Linked DNA regions of Zea mays: region 1 is linked to region 2. A link is a contact called in public Hi-C data. All regions are on one chromosome and are shown on one strand. Each heading gives the region's core, a stretch centred on a gene start, on an enhancer-like site or on the middle of the called end of the contact. The rest is flanking DNA. Distances are from core to core; before and after follow the strand shown. Region 1 holds the start of LOC100281176 (VHS and GAT domain protein). Region 2 holds the start of LOC100283316 (gamma-secretase subunit APH-1B).

Evidence for each region. Hi-C and Micro-C count contacts between places; a contact is called where the count stands out from the background.
Region 1: a Hi-C map of leaf shows a contact between it and region 2, with 5 times the contacts expected there. The contact joins the promoter of LOC100281176 here to the promoter of LOC100283316 in region 2. A contact is called at or near these places in 2 of 25 Hi-C or Micro-C datasets (ear and leaf).

What each region holds. Positions count from the first base shown.
Region 1 is chr5:138,568,633-138,576,004 of Zm-B73-REFERENCE-NAM-5.0, forward strand. It overlaps LOC100281176 (VHS and GAT domain protein), which reads left to right and starts at 3,531. Exons shown (of 10, transcript NM_001154095.2): 1 at 3,531-3,914; 2 at 5,889-5,967; 3 at 6,610-6,708; 4 at 6,787-6,900; 5 at 7,159-7,310. The coding sequence starts at 3,814.
Region 2 is chr5:138,300,304-138,307,421 of Zm-B73-REFERENCE-NAM-5.0, forward strand. It overlaps LOC100283316 (gamma-secretase subunit APH-1B), which reads left to right and starts at 5,100. Exons shown (of 6, transcript NM_001364474.1): 1 at 5,100-5,298. The coding sequence starts at 5,186.

The DNA of each region.
Region 1 (7,372 bases), core at 2,281-4,780, 270 kb after region 2:
GTAACATAAATCATTAGGGACTAACTAGTCTTTTCCTCTTCAGCTAGGTTCCATGTTTGATCTTCGACATTGCTTTAAGCCGAAGTTGTTTCCCTTTGGCTATAACTTCGGTCGTTCATTGTCGTCGCTTTGGGGCTATGCCTTTGTCTTGAAGTCCTTGGTGAAGGAGAACACTCCCTTCATGACCCGAAGCTCCCTGTGATAATCATCATTATACTGAAAGTACATTGTTAGTCATATTTTTTAGGACCTTCGAAAGAGTAAGGCCCCCAACAATAACCCTTTAAGTTGTTAATAACTTCATTACCTCCCGTTACTCATAAAGGAAAGAGCCAACTCCAGATATAGCTTTGCATAATCCTTGTGTCTTTTACTTTCTTATTTTCTGGTTTTGGATGGGCCAGTCTAGTGAAGTACATTCCAGTACTCAGGGTGCTATTCCCAATGATTGTTGCAGATGGCCAGATGTTCTGCGGGTATTGCGAGCATTGTTTATACCCGGCTACAAGAGATAACTAGGCCAAGGGCAAGGCTTCTCCACTCTCCTCTCATGGTTTTGGTGGGTTGACATAACCAAAATGTTGGCACAGTATTTCGAAAACCCCACACGTGTTGTGGGTGCTAGTTGAATAAATGCTTCCGCTAAAACTAATCACCTCTGTGATTGCTACTTTGAGTTATTTGGGCATGTGTGCCATCTAAGTTGTAATAACACTATGCACTCTGACTTATTTTAAATTCTGTGGAATGTTGTAACACATGATGCAGCGAATGTCGGTTCATTACGATCTTGGTTGTGAAGGTAAAGTTTGAGATCCTTCGCGATTTCATTAGACACCTGGGTTTATATGGGTTCAAGTGTGGGGAAATCACTGGCGGACAGATGGTTTTCATACTTGATCTCTTATAAATCTAGTCGAGTCGCCGCACGTGCCTTTGCCGAAGGTCCTCAAACTGATGAGTTTTAGTTGTTTCCAAGTTTGTTTTAGGGTTAATAATGTAAGCTTTATCTAGGAGACCTTCGTGACCTAAAGAAAGAAGTAATAGCTTCATCATCAAGAAGGAGGTAATAACTTCATCATCAAGGCTTGGACGAAGTGCTCTAGAAGAACCGAATGTTGCCCTTGGCATCACGAAAGCAAAGGGGGTTGAGGATAATTGCACAACATGTTTTATGGAGGAAAATACAACAATCCCCCCATTAAATTCTGTAGATCACGTGTATAGAGCTTAATGATACAAATGTAATTTTTTAGAAGTTGTACATCGCCCTGTCCCTATAAAGGAGCACAATGTCCATGAGAGGGGGCCTTTGTTGTTCACTCTTTCGTCCGTGTCTAGAACGCTTAGCAACTGAAGCTTGGAATAATGCTTATATATCTCGAATGTATTGCTGTCATCATTTGTAATTAGGAGAAAAATAATAAGGGTGAAGAATATGCTTCATAACTTGTTTCTCTATATACTTTGCTTCATGTGACTTCAATGCCTTATTCAACCTTCTCCCCTTAAATCTTCCTCCCTTCATGGGAGGATACGGGGAGAAGGCTTCACCAATTTAATTGTGTTGCCATGTTTTGGTTTCTTACAAGAATCATAACAGGTGACCAAAACTCTCCTCCTTGAAGCCCTTGCCGATCTAGGCATGTGAGGGTCTAGACACCTCTGTGCTGCGCAGAGAAGAGTTTAGAGGCTGATGAAAACATCACCGCCAAGCCCCCAACTCGATTGGCAACACCATCAGTTAGCAAGAATGACTTGTCCTAGGGAGGATCTTCAACTCCTGTGAAGAAGAGAATCGAGAGATGTGCAAGGTACGACAACTTCGTAGTTACCATTTTAATTGAAGGTATATGAATGAACATGTTTTGAATGTTAATGCATTAGATTATGAACGGATCTGTCGGATGATTCGATTGGTCCCCCGCATCCGGTGACGCAATCTTCTCAAAGTGCCCCAGTCGAACCGGTGCCTCTTACTAGGGCTCTCGAGCCCCTAGAGACTAAGGATGTAAATGGTCGGTAAAATTCGGTAAATTTACAGTACCGTTTACCGGATTTTTCCGGTCGTTTTCAGATTTTTCGGGATATACGGAAAACGGGACGGAAACGGGATATGTTATTACGAAAATGGTACGATAAACGGTGAGACATATTTACCGTATGTTTTCAGATTTCTCGGGAAAATTCGGTATTTTCCTGTATTTCTTACCGTATTTTCTCGGTCCACAAAACAACCAAGGAGACAGGAACTATACCCGTTAGGGCTTAGGGTGTAGGGTTTCAGATGTCATAGAAGATATATCAAGTGATCCAGACGACATGCCACATGATTTCTAGTTTATGTATCGTGTGTTTAAGACTTATATACTATGTGGTTAAAACTTTAGTGAACATGTATGATCATTTATGTGTGGTCATGACTATGTATTGTGTATTTGTGTGGTTGAGACTTGTATGTGGATGTGAATGAACAATCGTGTTTTAAGACTTATGTATTTTGTGTTAAAATTTAAGAGTGTATGACCAATTATATGTAGACAAGATTGTGTTTTGTGTACTTTTGTGAATGAGACTTGTATGTGGATGTGAATGAACAATTGTGTGGTTAGGATTTGTTTATTGAGCTTTCCGATTACAGTTACCGTTTCCCGATCAATTCCGAGCTATTTTGCTCGGATTTATCCGTTTTTGATATACCGGAATTTACCGACCGTTATCCGTTTCTGACTTTCCCGTTTACCGATTTCGACTGAACAAAAAATTATGCGACTGAAAAGGTGAGAGGTTTTTTTTCGACCATTACCGGCCGTTTTCACCCATACTAGAGACTAGCCATCAAGAGCCGAGCCAACCAATGTTCCGGAGTGCACATCATCCAGTACTTTGTTTCGGTTACGGTACCTGGTGAACCAATGGTTGAGGATCTCACGGTATTGATCAAGCCTTCCAATGCGTTGGTCGAGTCCTTCATCCGCCAAAGCTCTACCTTAGCCCCTAAGATGCCAAAAGGTAAGTGGCCATTGTCTCAACTCGATCAATTTAAAATTCATGATGTTTCAATTTATCAAGCATTATTTGTCATTTAGACCCTATCATCGAAGAAGTTATTCTCGATGTCGGATTTTTGAAAGTCAACTATGTGAGTGAAGACTATACAACGAGACAAATTTATTAAGTCTGATTAATCTATAATTAGCAAACTTCTACCGTAGTATCACATGGATGAATCATAGACTAATTATGTTTAATAGATTCGTTTTACTGTTTAGTTCTTATGTGTCTAATTAGTTTTATAATTAGATGATATTTTAATACTCTAACTAGCATCGGAATACTAAAAATCAATGCCGGCTTCGGGTTGGCGGACACAATCCGCTCGAATTCCAATAATCCAGCAGAATTATATAATGGCGAGTTAGCCGAGTACATCATTGGTCCGGACTCAACTCAAGTGCCTCCCCGTGGCAGTTCAAAGAAAAACTAAAAAAAGAAACAAGAAAAAGACAGAGGCGGAGGAAAACCAACCCGAACAGACAGGGGCGATCAGAAAAGACAAGCAGCGTCGTCACAACACAATTCAGAAATCGTCAAGTCCTATCGTGCTCGCCGAAAGACCGCCGCCTCGAACGGCTCGACACGACGACCTTCGCTCTCTCCGCCACCGAATCCACCACAAAAACCACCATATCCACTTGTTGGCCGGCCGGTCAAGAAGACCAAGGACAAGGGAGAAACGAGGGGTTTAGTTGGGCGCGCGGGCGATCTCTTCAGTAAGGCGTTGTGTGGTGGTGGTGTTTGGACGGAGCGGAGATGTCGTCGGCGATGGTGGAGCGGGCAACCAGCGATATGCTCATCGGCCCGGACTGGGCGATGAACTTGGAGATCTGTGACATCCTCAACCGCGAACCCGGGTGAGGACGCACGCACAACTTTGCTTCTTTTTCTCCCCGTTTCATCTGCGTGTTTCCAGTGCTGGTATTACTGTTCTATTGCTGAATGATGGGGTTTTCTAAATTTTATTGAAAGCAGCCTCCGTTTCTATCAAATGGTGGGGGGAAACTACCTTGGGATGTTCATTTTGTGGTTTCTGGTTATTAGTATATGTCGTCACTTCGTCAGTTCATCTTGTTCTTTGAAGGGAAAAACTGGCTTGGGAGTGTTGGGTCCTGAATTATTCCACCAGTTATAAAATTTAGATGTCGAAGTGTGTTCTGCGATTAAAAACAAATTCTGGCCTAGAGCGTCTCCGACAGTTCCCAAAACATTCTCCTAAGGGAAATTTGGATCCATACCATTAAAAGATCACCACTTTGGATCCATACCATTACTATCTCACTTACATATAGGTCCACATGAGTCAATGACATGTGGGGTCCATGGTATATATCTAAAGTTTGGATCTTTTAATGGTATAGATCCAATTGTTCCTTCTCCTAATCATTCATATGATTTTTTTGTAAGATTGACAAAATACATCTCCAACAACTCTCAATTCCATCCCACGCGTGGGGAAAAAAAAATCCGTGGACTCGCGGTCGTGTGTATACCCCCCCACCCCCCCCCCCCCCCCCCCCCCCTGCCGCGAGATTTTCCGCAGGATCTGCGCGGCCGTGCCCCGAGCTGCGCGTCGCGATTTCCCCGCCACAGAGCGGCCCGGATGCCACACAGTGTTCTGCACCGTGCTGTTCCCCGGCAGCGCCACCGTCGCGTAGATGGTGTACGCGCCGCCCGAGTACTCCGCGGCCGGCCCAGTGGGCACGGCGACCCTGAGGGTGTTGTCGCCGTGCTCTCCAGGTAGGTCATCAGGACGGGCACCGCGCTGTTGCCGCCCTGGGAGTGCGAGGCGATGAACAGGCTCCTGCCGGCCATTGTGCTGGCGAGCTCGGTGTTGACGCCCCCCGCGACCCAGCCGCTGGTGGCCTGCGGCGCCCGGAACGCGTTCGCCGCGTGGTTCGTCCAGTACAGGCTGGCGCCGCGCACGGGGAGGTTAGTGCACCGCTGGAACAATCGCCCTGGCGGAGAACATGGCGGACGAGCAATTCTCTGCTGCTGCACCATGGCGGTGGACGCGAAGAGCACCAGCACGGCAACGAGAAGGAGCAGCGCCGACTGGCGACGAGAAGATGCTCTTACTACCATGAGTTCTGTTGCAGGACACACATGGTGAACTTGGTCATGGTTTTTGTATTGGGGCTAGTTCTTTATGAATTTCGTTTAGTGTTTGGTTCGTTGCCACAACCATAAACTGTAATATGCATATGCTTTATTCATCTCCGGTAAAATTTGCAGACGTGACATATTTGTGGATATTTCGTTTGGTTTTTTTCCTTGCCTTTGACTCTTAGGACTGGGATTCGTCATTTTTATGTTGGCTAAATAAGAATTGTTAATTTCAAGATCATGTATCTTTCATGCTAGTAAGAGTTGAGAATTTAAAGAAAGAGGGGAAGGAGCTCTGCTCATAGTTTTCAATTTCAGGACTGCTTCATAATTTTCTGGGTTTCTTTCTGCTGTCACTTAATGTCTGCTTTCAATTTTCCATCTTGTGAACTATTCTTTTCACTTTTGTGCCACGACTTGTGATGGAATCTCTGTTAATTAAAAAATTACTTTCCATTTGAAGTATAAAGAGAATATCTAATTGCTCTTGGAACTTGCTCTAATTATATTAAAATATATGAAAACAGCAACCTTCCATGAAACTAGATCTTTGTTCTAGAAAGGGTGGCAAGAACATTGTTGCATGCATTATTAAAAGAAAAAGAATTGACCCAGTTTTTCATGAAACTTGAACTGCATTGTTGTAATTCTGGTCGTTCTGCATTCCTGTATTGATGTGCCATGATCACCTTGTAGTAAACATTTTTCTATTGTCATATTCTTAGACAAGCAAAAGATGTGGTAAAGTCCCTCAAGAAACGCATTGCACACAAGAACCCAAAAGTCCAACTTCTTGCTCTCACGGTAAATGTGATTTTCAAATCCCTTGCTGCTACCTGGCTTCAATTCATAGACTATTTGTTGGTAGAAACTTTATGGATTCATTGATGGGTCCTTGTTAATGTGCTGGACCCTTCATGTTATCATGCTCCTTGAAAAATAAATTTCCCCCTGCATACAGTTAAGTTGTAAAATAACATAACTGTATTAGCTAAAACAGGAGAGGAATGAATCCCCTACTGCACTGTTTATATGATAAAGGAGAAAAGGTGAAGATTTGTACGGTCATTTGTGGACTTTAAAGGGGGGAAAGCACTGTTGTAGCCAAAATAAAATAAAGGATTGTCTCATTCTAACTATTGGCAATTGGAGTTTTCATTGGTTAATCCCCTGTTGCACTGCCCTTCCAATGGCCATTGGAAATGTTTCCATTTATCTACATGTACCATGTGACTCAAAAAAGGAAGATTAAAGAGATATGAGGATTTATATGATGCTGGTACTATCAGGATTCAGGGGCGAATAATAATCAGAACCTGGCAAGCTTTGCTTAGGACATAATATAATAGGAGACCTTGAACTGGTCTGGTGCAAGCCCTACTGGAAATTGCTGACCACATTTAAATAACCCTTTACTGAATTACAGCATTGTTCGACTTGTTTCAGTTGCTGGAGACGATGATAAAAAATTGTGGGGACGTTGTGCATATGGTTGTTGCTGAGAGAGACATACTTCATGAGATGGTCAAGATAGTAAAGAAAAGGGTATGTGCATACATTTTAAACCTTAATTTACTGATTGTCAATAGCAAATCCTTAATGCTTCTCTTTTGAAAATTTTAGCATGATTATCATGTTAAAGAGAAGATTCTCACGCTGATAGATACTTGGCAAGAAGTTTTTGGTGGTGCACGTGCAAGATATCCACAATATTATGCAGCATATGAGGAGCTCTTGGTATTTTTCTATAAATATAAAGCATATTGTAATATTTTATTGATCTCTGTTTTTAGAAGTTCTTTCTCCCAATGGCCATTGCCTTCCAATCTCCAAAAACAGAATTGCAGAAGATATTGACATTCTTCGTCAATCATTTAATTTTGACAATTGTTAAGCATGCAGTTATATGGTTATAATGCTGAATTGGTACTATTTGTTGAATATCGATCATTTCTAGAACTGATTCAGTTTCTCAATTGTCCATACATATGCTAGCGTGCTGGAGTGGTATTTCCTCAAAGATTGAATGGTTCTGTGCCAATCATCACTCCTCCACAGACTCAGCCTCTCCAAAACTATCCCTCATCTTTACACATTTCACAGCAGGAGGAACTTGAATTACCAGTTTCAGATTTCCCTGCATTAAGGTATACATTTAAAAAAAATATATAATACGATTGGCATGTTTAACTACTGAACTAAAGTAAAT
Region 2 (7,118 bases), core at 3,850-6,349:
GGAAATCCTGAGCAGCCGCGGTGATATCTGCGCATTTTCGGGCGCCAGAGGAATTGCTACTGTTCTAGAGAAGAAAGGTTGTGATCATATTAAGCTGCTTGCGCAATCCGAAGCCACTTTATCCGCTGAAGATATTAAAGACCCCTCGACCGAAGCTAGCCAAGTTGGTGGAAAATTTTTCACCGACGTCTGGGATAATGGTGGCCGAGAAATGGCAGGAGAAATTATTCAAAGAAGTGAAAAGGGCATTCACGATGCTAGAAAAGTGGCTAAGGCTGCTGAAAAGAGCGCAGAGCCCGAAGATCAATTAGGTATTAATTAATAGTTTGTATCGTGTTGTAATTTTTATTTCAAACTTTGTTCGTGGTTTGTAATAGTAATGCAAAAATATTCTCTTCCCTCAGAACCTGCTGGATCGTTTGTTGACCTTCACACAAAAGGGGATGACGAAATTAAACAAATGGCCGAAACTATCGTGGATAAAGTTGTTGAACAGCTTCTAAATGAGGCTGCCGAAGTAGTATTAAGAGAAGACTAGGTGTTATTAGGAAAAACAGTTGAAGTGTGATTTATGTAATATTTGGTACATTTGAATGTAATATACAAGTCTCTGTTCATTATTCAATTCTTTACGATGCATGAAACTTTTCATACGTACCGCTTTTGAGCCTTCGGCGAAAAAACACCTTCCCTTCTTTTCATGCTTCGTGAAGAAAAATTTTTATGTATCACAACAATGTCCATAGTGCTCAGATGAAGAATATCCAAGCTTCGTGAAAACATTCTCCGAAGCTATACTCCGAAGATGAAGATTGTGTCTCCTTGTGACTTAACACGATTTTCACTCTTTCAAAGCATACTTCCGAAGATCAATATTGTGTCCCCTTCTTGTGCCATATGCAATCATGATGTATGATGCTTATGCTATGCAAAATGATGTGATGATGTTATGTTACGTAGATGACATTTGTTCCGAAAGATACACACATATCCCCACACAATATTTTTGTATCAGCGCTGATTCTTCGCTGTAAGCTCTGCATTCCCTTAGGAACGTCTTTGGAGCTTCTTCGCCTTTTACTTAGGCGGTATAAGCTCTGCATTCCCTTAGGAACGTCTTTGGAGCTTCTTCGCCTTTTACTTAGGCGGTATAAGCTCTGCATTCCCTTAGGAACGTCTTTGGAGCTTCTTCGCCTTTTACTTAGGCGGTATAAGCTCTGCATTCCCTTAGGAACGTCTTTGGAGCAAAAAACTTACACTGCGCTCCCTTTGGAACGGCTTTTTGTAACTTCAGCAACTTACTCTGCGTTCCTTAGAACGACTTTTTGTTACTTCGAAGGATTTTTAATAATTCGAAGGTCCTCCGCAAACTTTCAAGCTTCAGCAACTTAAGCCTTCGGAGAAAATAGATTTCCCTTATGACCAACCACAAAACCATTACATGAAAATCGAAATGTTCTTTATTATACAGAAAATAGAACTAAATGGAAAAGACTGCTATCAAGGTAGGATACTTGTCAATAAATGTGCTTTAACTCCGGCACGGTGCTGTTGACTGTACGAGCTTCGGACTGCTCTCTGAAATCCCTTTGGTGTGGAGCATATTGGCTCCCTTCTGGCTGTTGGCCTTGTTGCAGCGGTGGTGGAGGTGGAGGTTGTTGCCAGGAAGCTTGAGGTTGACTTGCCGAAGCAACAGAAACTGCAGGGTGGTTACCTACGTATTCTGGGATGTAAGGCACATGGTACGAAGCAGTATGCATGACCTGCTTCGGCTGAGCTTGTTGTGCTGCAGCTTCGGCTATCTCCTTTTGCTTTTGGATGGTAACATGGCACATCCTGGTGGTATGGCCCTTGTTTTCACCGCAAAACAAGCAAAATATTCTCCTTGGTTGATCTCCAAATCTTCCGCCAAAGCCCCTGGCGCCTCTTCCTCTTGGAGCTGGTGGCCGAAAGAAGCTTTGTTGTTGCCCCGAAGCCTGTGAGGAGGGCTGCGGCCTGTGCTGCTGACTCCCCTTATCATCACTTTGAGTAGAGTTATGGATGGACCTGACATGCCTCGGATAGAATCTTCCTCCGAAGCCCCTGGTCATCTCAGAAAATCTGAAAGCCTCCTCCCTTCTTTGGCGAAAATCATTGTCGGCACGAATGTACTCGTCCATCTTTTGGAGCAGCTTCTCCAGAGTCTGAGGAGGCTTCCTAGCAAAATATTGAGCTGCAGGTCCAGGACGAAGCCCCTTGATCATGGCCTCGATGACAATTTCATTGGGCACCGTTGGTGCCTGCGCCCTCAAACGCAAGAACCTTCTGACATACGCCTGAAGGTATTCTTCATGATCCTGAGTGCACTGGAACAAGGCTTGAGCAGTGACCGGCTTCGTCTGAAAACCTTGAAAGCTGGTTAACAACATATCCTTCAGCTTCTGCCATGAAGTGATTGTTCCTGGTCGAAGGGAGGAATACCAGGTCTGAGCAACACTCTTGACAGCCATAACAAAAGATTTTGCCATGACTTCAGCATTGCCACCATACGAAGACACTGTTGCTTCGTAACTCATCAAGAACTGCTTCGGGTCTGAATGGTCGTTGAATACAGGGAGCTGAGGCGGCTTGTAGGACGGGGGCCAAGGTGTAGCCTGCAGCTCAGCGGACAGAGGAGAAGCATCATCAAAAACAAAATTCCCATGATGGAAATTGTCATACCAATCATCTTCGTTGGGAAAACCCTCCTGATGAAGGTCTTGATGCTGAGGCCTTCGGTGTTGCTCGTCCTGAGCAAGATGACGAACTTCTTCAGAGGCTTCGTCTATCTGCCTCTGCAGTTCAGCTACCCTGGCCATCTTTTCCTTCTTGCGTTGAACCTGCTGCTGAAGGATTTCCAGATTTTGAATCTCCTGATCTAGATCATCCTCCGGAGGTGTTGGACTGGTAGCCTTCCTCTTCTGGCTTCGTGCCTCTCTAAGAGAAAGGACGTCTTGATTGGGGTCCAGCGGCTGTAGCGTGCCAGCCCCTGGTGCTGAAGCCTTCTTCGACGGCATGACGAAGGTGATGCTTGCCGAAGATGTTGAAAAGCTCAAGAAATGGAAGTGAGTTCACCGGAGGTGGGCGCCAATGTTGGGGACTTGTTCTCAAGCACTTCAAGAGTTAAGAACAAGGCAACATAGAAAATGTTAATCGTTAATGTCCTTCGTCCTCCGAAGCATTATTTCCCTTAGGATGTAATGACTTGCGGACGAAGGTTATGAAGGACATACCTTCATAAACTCATCAGACAATGACGAAGGTGATAAAATATAAATAATATAAAAGAAAACATGAACAATCATTTATTATTGAGCATAAATAAAAATATTATTGAATCACAAGTGTACCTTCAATCGGAAGGAAATAACAATACAAGTGTGACGCAAAAAGCGAATGCCAAGTCAGCGTGAACAGTACATGGATGCTGTTCACCTATTTATAGGCACGGGACACAGCCCTTACAAAATTACATTCATGCCCTTTACATTTGATAATAATTCTATAGTAGTCTACCGAGGTCTGAATAGCCTTTTCATCTTTAAGTCGGTTCCACTCTTTGCTGTCACGCCGAAGCTTTCCTGCTCACACCTTCGGCTCTGTATCAACCTTCGTATTAATCCGGTTTACAGCAACGCCGACTTGTCCGAGGATTCCTGCTCACACATTGTACTCCAGAAATACTGTTAAATCCTATTTTTGAGGACCTTCGGATGCCGAAGGTCCCCAACATGCCCCCATTTAAACTTGTACTTATTGCAGTTACGAAATCCCCTCGGACTGGTGGAGTCACGAAGTTGTCTCAACTGTTCCTGGACGTCTCGGGTGTTATCTCTCATTGATTCTTGATCCGATCTTTCCAACAAGTGCTTTCTTGCATTAAACAACCTTGAGAGCTGAAAGATATGCCCTCTTAAACATGCAATTATTTCATTTACGAAATCCTCTCGGTTGCAACAGCTTTTATTGTCTTTTGACTTCTCCACTCCAAGATGGTTCACCTCCCAAAAACATAAGAATAATATAGTGATAACAAGTATTTAGTACCTCATTTAGAAGATAATTAGTTTCAACAGCAAGGAACGAGTTCACCTGATAACTAAGTTCACGTGCACTAGCACAAGTCATTGCTTAGTCATAACTTATGAAGGGTTGTCGTTGTGGTTGTATAAATGGCAGCGACATCCTCATCACGTTGTCCTACTCCAGCTGCCTAGGAGGACACGCACTGACACCACCGCGGAGAGAGGGCTGGCGAGCGCAGTAGAAGAGCCACGTGACCACGCCACAACAGAAGAGAGAGGTGGGTCAGCGTCGCCACCTAGTCCGCGCTCCATCTGTACCCTCTCCAACCCAATCTAGGCCAAGGCGTCTACTATCTAGCGCCTTATCGACACCTTGCGCCCCAAAGACGATGCTCTAGTCAAAGATGGACGCCTTATGTCGACAAGTAAAGCGACCACGGCGCCTTGCCCTGTACCCTCGCCTTACTACAAAAGCGACGCTTTAGCGATGCCTTAATAGATATGCTCGCTAGTCAAAGATAAAAATGTAAGTGACCCTCTAGAGTGCAAACATAGAAAAATTGTTGAAGATTAAAAATATATGAAATTGTTTTTTATATAAATGACTTTTTAAATAATAATTTAGAAACGAAATTTTGAAAGACTATCAAGAATGAGGCCCTATTTAGGAGTGAAGTATTTTACGGTTTCTATGTAATATCATAGTTCGTATTTTATGTCATAAGGTGTTAATTGTGTTCCTGAAATGTATATTTTTAAAATCACAGTATTCTAAATATCATAATATTTTTGAAGTACTGAAAACTCTAATGCAATCTAAATTAGCCTTGGCTAGCTTTTACTTAATACTATAATTTATAATGTTGTATCCAAATATCTCAACCATGGTATTGCCAAACAGGCCCTTTGAAATGCCGAAAGAGAGCCGTTCCCTGTTGCCGAAAGCCCGAAACTAGGGCCTGTTTGGTTCGTGGCTAACTGCGCCACACTTTGCCTAAGGTTAGGCGTTCGAATTGAAGAACTAACCTTAGGCAGAAAAGTTAGACAAAGTGTGGCAAGTTAGGCAGTGAACCAAACAAGCCCCTAGTCTTCCCTCCTGCTGGCGGCGTGCGGAGGGCCGGAGGCCGGGTCGACAAGAGGAGATGACGTTGGCGGCGGGGCTGGGTTACGCCCTGATCGCGCTGGGCCCCGCCTTCTCCCTCTTCTCCGGCGTCGTCGTCAGGAAGCCCTTCCTCGTCCTCACCCTCCTCTCTAGGTCTACCCCTTGCGTCGCCCGTTTCGTGCTTCTTTAGCCACGTTTTGATCAGATCGTCCGTTGCCCTCTAATAAAAGCGAACATTCAGTTAATCGATTGGCGTAAGAGGCAGGTGGCGTTTGTTTGAGGCGTTCCAGGGTGTGGTTTCGTGAGGCAAACGCGGATTATTGGTTTACTCGCAGTTGTGCTAGGGTTCAGTAGTTTCTTCCGGATCGATACGGATGCTGCTAGTTGGATTCAGTTCACATGGCGTATTGGCTTGTTCTGTGTAGTTTTTGAGTTGTCAATTTATCTCATCTGTTTGCAAAATCTGTAATCTGGTTTAGAATGAATGTGTGGATCTCAGAGACTCAGACCTGTAGAACTTGCACTGATATGCTACTGATACTCTCCTTAGGTAGTTGGTAAACCGAAGCTTGCTGACAATTTACTCTATGTCTATTGTCTTGGCAACTTACTCTATGTAGCTGTGCACCAATGTATTGAAGTTGACTTTTAATTCAGTCCCACAATGGCTCTTTTCTTTATTTTTGATTTGTACATTTATTTTTATGAGTATCAACATAAGCATTGAATGCTGTTTAATGTATAAGGGGCATATCATGTGCAATCAGATGTATTGGTGCAATCATGCTAAATATTTCTTGACACCCCTCCCCCCTCTTCCTTTCCAACTGACAATTCATTGCTAGAAAGATGCAAGACAATTGGTGATTCGTCATGAAAATGTAAATTGGCATTTCAAATACCTAAGATCAAAGACTGAGAAAGAACTGGTGTCATCAATTATTTCGTTGGAAGTCAACAAGAAGGATATGAGCTACAGAAAAAAAAGTTCAGAACCTGACTGAAAGATGCATGTGTTTGTGTGACTTCGTGCAACAAACCTGTTTCAGAGCATTTTTCTGATACATTGCTATCTCATATAACTATGACTATGAGTAGTATCCTGACATTACACCTCTGGCCTCTGCAAGTACTGAATCTTTGTGTTCTCCAATAGAATGCACTGTTAGAAATTACTCCAGAGATATTTGCAATTGAATTTAGTGGATGCATCTATTATACGGAACATATAACCTGGGGTAGGAGAAACTTCTCGAATTATAAGGCTTAAGCTGTCATACTTTGGGGTGTGTTTGGTTTTGGGATGAGAGGGATGAAATGGATCCACTCTATTTTTTTGGGATAGGATGATTCTATCTCGGTGTTTGGTTGGGAGGTCGGGGGCGTCCTTTCTCTGTGTTTGGTTGGAGGGATGGAATGAAGGGGATAACATCATGTCTGTACACGGTTAGACATCTGTTAGGTGGCGTTCATCTGCCATCCTCTCTCTGCTGCTGCTTCTTCCTTCAATGCAGTTCAAATGCACCATGGCCGAGCTCACACTAGGCTCCGCCCGCGCCATGTGGCTTCCCTCATTGGGGCTGCCTGTGTAACCGTTGGGGCCGCTAGCGCTGCCGTCAGGGCTGCCCACGCCACCGCCATGGCCACCTGCGCCGCCGCTGGGGCTGAGCTCGCTCGTGATGCTGGTGTCGAGCTTGCCCACCCTTGCCGGGGCCATGTCTTCCCGGACTGAGCTCACCCGCGCCTTGCCCTTGCCATCTGCGCTGCGTCCGCTGTCCGCCTGCGTCGGAGCCGAGCTCGCTGTGCTCTCTCCATTCTCCTCTGATGCCAAACACAAATAAAACACTGTCTGGGGGGGGGGGGGGGTGGGTGGGATGGCTGCATACCTCAGTTTTTGGGGATGGATGTATCCCTGAATCTAGAGGAATATTTTTCTCTGGGGACGACTCCAGCCTTGATGTCCCGCTCCAGAA